2 separate regions of the Zea mays genome follow, and region 1 is linked to region 2. A link is a contact called in public Hi-C data. All regions are on one chromosome and are shown on one strand. Each heading gives the region's core, a stretch centred on a gene start, on an enhancer-like site or on the middle of the called end of the contact. The rest is flanking DNA. Distances are from core to core; before and after follow the strand shown. Region 1 holds the start of LOC100280694 (pyrophosphate--fructose 6-phosphate 1-phosphotransferase). Region 2 holds the start of LOC103643584 (probable glucomannan 4-beta-mannosyltransferase 2).

Evidence for each region. A called contact is a pair of places that touch in the nucleus more often than the background predicts.
Region 1: a Hi-C map of leaf shows a contact between it and region 2, with 8 times the contacts expected there. The contact joins the promoter of LOC100280694 here to the promoter of LOC103643584 in region 2. A contact is called at or near these places in 6 of 25 Hi-C or Micro-C datasets (bundle sheath, ear, leaf and 1 more).

What each region holds. Positions count from the first base shown.
Region 1 is chr1:248,596,103-248,599,274 of Zm-B73-REFERENCE-NAM-5.0, reverse strand. It overlaps LOC100280694 (pyrophosphate--fructose 6-phosphate 1-phosphotransferase), which reads right to left and starts at 1,330. Exons shown (of 14, transcript NM_001153613.2): 1 at 1,001-1,330; 2 at 229-557; 3 at 21-102. The coding sequence starts at 524.
Region 2 is chr1:248,253,761-248,256,885 of Zm-B73-REFERENCE-NAM-5.0, reverse strand. It overlaps LOC103643584 (probable glucomannan 4-beta-mannosyltransferase 2), which reads left to right and starts at 1,328. Exons shown (of 9, transcript XM_035964290.1): 1 at 1,328-1,909; 2 at 2,641-2,739.

The DNA of each region.
Region 1 (3,172 bases), core at 81-2,580, 340 kb before region 2:
ATTCAATGCTAAACGCATACCTTCAAAAGTGCTCTGTCATCATCATTGACATAGCCGTTCCATGATCCTTGCATGGTACCATTCGCGTTCTCAAGAGGGGCTCTGTTGTAGACACAGTAACAATATTACACACATTAGACAAATTCTAATAGAAATTTTGGTCACAAATGATATAAATTAGGATTAGCATGAGACCAATCATAAGGAAAAGCAGAGGAAATATGTCACCTGCTCTTGAGAGAAAAAGTAGTTGGCCTCGGTTCCACATCAATTACATCTGTCAAGTGTGGCAAGCTGAAGCGCTTATCGAAATCCTCTTGAAACTGCGTCTTCCAGTCCGGATTCGAGAAGTCTAGTTGTGTCCGATCCACGGATACGGCTCTAGCAATCAACTGATCTGTCCTTTGTTTCCTGTCATATCCCACCCATCGCAATCTACTGCTGTTGGGTACTCCGAAACGGCATAAAACCTTGTGGCCTAGACTAATCGAACCAGCACCGCAGTCCATGGGCGCTACTGCCATTGCTTTGATTGATCAGTCCCGCATGCAAATATCCTGTGGAATAGGTTCCAGCTAGCTATCAGCCTATCAGTATGGGACAGAGGTATTCCTACTGTCTTACACTACATAGAACAAAGTTAGCTTGTACTGTTAAAAAGGCCGATGATACGAGCATCCAACAATATTGGAGACTGCGACTAAAGGTGTACAATTTTCCATTTGCATACTAGACCGCAGTGGGGGGAAATCATGATACGGCAGACCAAAGCCACCTCTCTTTTGCAGAGAGAAAAGGCAAGGGAAAAAAATAGGGATCGATCCCCTTCCCAATAGAAGGGCCAACCAATAGAACAAAATTCTACAATCAGTGTCATTGCCTGCCGCAAGCTCACAAAACAATCACAACAATCGCACCCAAAAACGATCAAACCAGCCGGCCGCATCAGCAAATCGAACCGGACAGAACGGGTAAGAGCACCACTGATCAGGAAACTCACCTCTCTCCGCGCCTCAAACCAGATTCGCCGGAGATGCCTGGCTGCGGCCTGCGGCACAGGCACGTGGTCAAGGTGATCGATGGACAGAGGGGACGGGGCCGAGGGGTTTGTTGTTATACGGCTCAGAAGCGGAAGGACGCGGCGGCGTCTCCGCCGCCTCCTCGATGTCTCCGTCCTGGTGTCTTGGAAACCTGTAGATTTTGTTTGTTCCTGGAACAATAAGGGATGAAAGCGCAGACTTACGACGAGGATGGATCGGCCGGTTGGCGCCGAGAAATTGTTGCCGAGATATGACGGGGTGGTGCAAGGAAGGCGGAAAAGTCGGGGCGCTGACTGCCATGCGGCTCATGTGTTTCCGCCAGGCGCCATGTCCACGCACGGCACGGGGTCTCCTTTTCGGCCACTTTTTTTTTTCTTTCTTTGGTCCAATTCATGTGGTCGTCCGTTGGACCGGTGTGTTGATGCAGTCCGGCCATCGGAAGGGCCGAGTTTTTCACGGGTATCCCGTTCATAACTATAATAATCTATCCATTCTAAAAATGCATAACTCAAATCTCAAAAACTAATTAAAGCCTACTAGTTAAGTGCTCTTACATTACTACAGTTTTTTATATATCACATAGATCTTATTTAAATTTAATAGTTGTTTAAACACGTTCCAAACTTTTATAATAATTTGTGCTTTGTTTCAAACTTTTATAATAATTTATGCTTTGTTTGAATTGTTCATTAAAATATATTTTATATGACGAATGAGAAACCATAATTCTAATACTTGCGTCGTTTCCCGTGAGGTGACTCATGCAGCAACAATCCCTAATGAATGTTGCCCCTTCCTTGTCCCCTCTCCGCCTTATCGCCACTAGGGTAAGCAGTTGAAAATCCCAGCCGGCTTACGAGAATAGTAGCGGCAGGTCCTCACGTGACCTACCACGATTTAGCCTGGCCCAAAAACGATTCAGCGTGGCCTGATCACCATGTCGTGCGTAGGACTAAGGTGTGACACGATGAGCTAAGCCAAACATGACTTGGTTTATTTTTCCTCTATTTTATAAAAAATATTCCTTTATCCTATAAAATAAGACATATTTTTTTTGAGAAATCTTTTAGATTGGAACTTTGACCATTAATTCTTTTTAAATATAACATCAACAAATACAAATTGAGCATCATATTAAAATATTTTTAATACAAATTTAAATATGTAACATGCATACACTAGAAATATATGTTTTTTTGTTGAATTGTTGATCAAAGTTTTAAAACGTTGACTTTTATAAAAACATACACGCCTTATTTTACCATTTAAATGTATGTGCTCTCATATACCCATCTGGCTGTGGAGAGCCAGGAGAGGAGGTGACGTATGGAGAAACTCATATAGAAGTAGATATAGAGATATTTGGATTGCAGCACCCGAGTCAATCCATCCCTCATGAGTCCATGCTGCTGAGAATAGCGTTGCCACGCGGTTTTTGACGGAATGGACATTGCTGAGAAGATACAGTGTCATGCAATTGAGTATGGTGTCATCATGCTAATTGAAGTTTTGTATGTTGTGCGTTAAGCTAAGACTGCAACGGCTAGCTTGGATATCCGATCCACTTTTCTTAGAGTTGTGGTCGTCTTTTACAGAATATTTTGATTTCTTTAGAGCAACTTCAAAAAGTTAGCTAAAAAGACTAGCCAAATTTACTGATTTAGCTACTCTCTAAAATAGATTTTAGAGAAAAAGTATATGCTAATCTAACAGACTCGGTAAATCTACGGACTGAGTAGAGAGTGAAGCAGGGTATCCAAAATTGGAGAGCGAAAATAGAGAAATAGAGAACCACTAAATTTGAAGTGTCGTTTACAAGTCTATTGGATATAATTTTTTTTTAATATTAGCTAAATTTAACTTTACAAAACCATATATCTAGTCTCTTGGAGTTGCTCTTAGACGTCTCAGTTTGACCACTTATCTATAGTATGTGATAGAGGCTGGTAAGACGGTGATCATCTACACTGATATCTCCAATACACTTTCAAAACCGTTTGTAAATAAACCCTCTTGCCACGATTAACAACTCTCTATGAGTTATAAAATTAAGACTATTAAATCACATAATAAAAATTTCTGTTAAAAATAGATGTTTCATTTGAATTTATTCTATATTATATGACAATTTC
Region 2 (3,125 bases), core at 79-2,578:
GCGAGGAGGTTGTTGACAGCTTGGGGATGAGGATAGAGGGGGCGGGGGTGGGCACAACATGTATAGGTGTACATTTGGGTCGGGCCTGATGGGCCGGCCCGAAGCACGGAAAAAAAGCACGGCCCAGGCACAGCACGACCCGAAATAATTTAGTGCCGGGCCGGCACGACCCGTTATATCGGGCCGGGTTTGGGCCGAGGTCACGGCCCATGGGCGGGCACGGGCACGACCCGTTTAAGGCAGGCACGAAATGGCCCATATAGAGGCACGAAAAGGCCCATATATTTATTAAAACCACACTTAATTTCACACTTTCATATACTTGATAAAGAACATAAAGCTAGAGATAATGCTAGTTAGATATTTTTTGTAGCTTTGAATTAGAGTGTGTGATGTAATTTTTGCTTTTGTTATGAACATTAGACAATAAACTGAACTTACGAACTTTGTATAGAGCTGGTTATACTCTTTTTCCTTCTAACAAATGATTTATAAATGAGGTAGTCATTGCATAGCTGTGGTAACTTTAATTAATACAAATATTAAGTTTGATTTTGTTCAAATTTATTTGTCTTATCTTTTATTTGTTTTATTATTTTTTGAATTTAGGGCTCTAATGTGAATTTCGGGCCAAAAACTGAATTTCGGGCCCTAATGTGAATTTCGGGCCAAAAATTGAATTTCGGGCTTTTATAATTTCGGGCCGCCCGAAATGAGCCCGACACGTTTAAGCAATTACGGACCGGGCCGTGGGCCGAGGGCTAGGCCCATGGGCCGGCCCGGCACGGCCCAAAATTCAAACGGGCCGGGCCGGCCCGAAATTCAAATAATACGGGCCTTTTCGGGCTTGGGCCGGGCCGGGCCGGGCGGCCCGAATGTACACCTATAACAACATGCAGTGGATGGACGGGATATTGTTGTGGGTGGATGGACGGAGGTTTTTGGTGGTCAGGGTTGGACAGGACATAGGCAGAATCAGGGGAGGCATGCTACCTCTTGTAGTTTTAATAAGTAGTAGACAAGGTAGTTATGTGAGGATAACAAATCAAAGATCGTGACTCTATAAACTGCCCGAAAATAAAATAAATCTGCTGCTCCGCAAGTTAGATCATGGTATACGCAAAAAAGGAAAAAAATTATAAGAAACAATACACTTTAACCTGACTAACAGGCAACGGCCACCCTATCTACTGCTCGGGCCGCCCATCCCCTCGTTATGGGCCAGTCACTATTCACTCGTGAGATCTCAAACCAAACACCGAGCGGGTATGGTCCAGGCAAATCGAGCCCAGCCTATGTCATCGAAACAAGAAAGATCGTATCCCACATGTACAGGAAGCGCATTCCATTCCAGCGGGAGCGGGGGACATCCGTCCTGGCAACTTTCCCCACATCCAATCCAAAATGTCCTCCCTCCTCTTCCTCGATCGCGTTGCGGGCCGCTCGCTCTCAGCCACCGCCATCCACACCACAGACCCCAGCTACCGCTACCGCTACCACCACCACCACCACCACTACTGGAACCCCCCTCCCTTTCAATACAAAACAAAAAAGCGCACGCAGGCAGAGCTGCTGCACGCGGCGCACGCACTCCCACTCCTCCCGTTCCGTCCGCTCCAAGCAAGGCACCCCCATCCAGATGGCGGCCTGGGCGGTTCCGGCGCTCGCGGCCGCTGCGTGGGCGCTGCGGGCGGCGGTGTGGGCGTGCCTCGCGGCGTCGGCGATGCTCGTCGCCGAGGCCGCGTACATGGGCCTCGCCAGCCTCGCCTCCGCCGCCGCGATGCTGTGGCGCCGCCCGGACGCGAGGTACCGCTGGGAGCCCATGCCCGGAGGCTGCGACGTCGAGGCGGCCACTGGGGCGGACTTCCCCATGGTGCTCGTGCAGATCCCGATGTACAACGAGCGGGAGGTGGGGAGCGTTCTACTTTTGGGCACAAGCTACATGTGTTGTGACCTGATTAATTGCTGGCCCATTTTCTCCCTGTTACACGTCGCGGTCGCTAGATTGTATAACCGTAGGCAGTATGCGGCGTTATGAGTTTATTCCGAGGTTTTTTTTGGACGTGGATCATGCTGATATTTTCTGAGCATTTTGGGTCCAGGGGTCCTTCCTCCTGTTTCTGAATGAGATGGGAAGTTTATTATGGATTCAAAGGAACAAGTCTCTCGATGTGTTTGTACTGTACTTTCTCAACTCTCAAGTCGTAAGGTGGAGCTAGTATCAGAAATGGGCTCCACTGTTTACGCGTACGCTCCTTTGGTTAGTGCAATCATGATACAAGTGACGGCATTGTGGTTCAGTTATGAAATGAAACCTGAAAAATACCATGGGCGCCTAAAGAAAGGAAAAGGAATCCTATTAATGAGGACAAGTGGAGCACAATGCAGTGTCTGCTCGAGCTATCCTAGTGTCAATTAAAGGAAACCAGTGGTATTAAGATGGATGGGGACAGTCTCGTTTTCCTTGCTGTACTGACACTGTCACTAATGCATGATTAGTCTTTTCTTTGCATTGCTGGCAGTAGACTAACAACACTAGAAAACCGTAGTTTTCCTAGATGTCTGAACAATGTTCTTGTGCGTCTTGCAATGTTATAGAATTTGACACCGGATCATTGCAATGCTTGTTTCTTTGTACAGGTGTACAAGCTATCCATTGACGCTGCGTGTGCCCTCACATGGCCACCAGACCGTATTGTAATACAAGTCTTGGATGACTCCACTGATCCGATTATTAAGGTAGACCTTGGTTTCAGGGACTTTAGCTTATCTTGATTGACGAAAAGTAGAAAATATTCATATGACTTTGGGTCAAATTGTGGTAGATGTGATGCATCTCTGAAAGTTAATTGTGACTTGCAATTATAAAGGAATGATCAGTTTCTCATTATGAAATGGGGCATACGAGTGTTGATACTAATTTGCTAGGTTAGCTCCAGCAACATTGCGTTGTTCTGTTGTATGTATGAATAAGATCATTCAGTCACTTAGCAAATATGGAAATATTGATGCTTCAAAATATTTAAAATTTAGAAATGCTTTGGATCATTATACTGCAATATTAAGAGAAACGAGATTAACAAAGCTTCTTTATGTGGTTCCCTCCAGTCAGTATTAATTGTTGT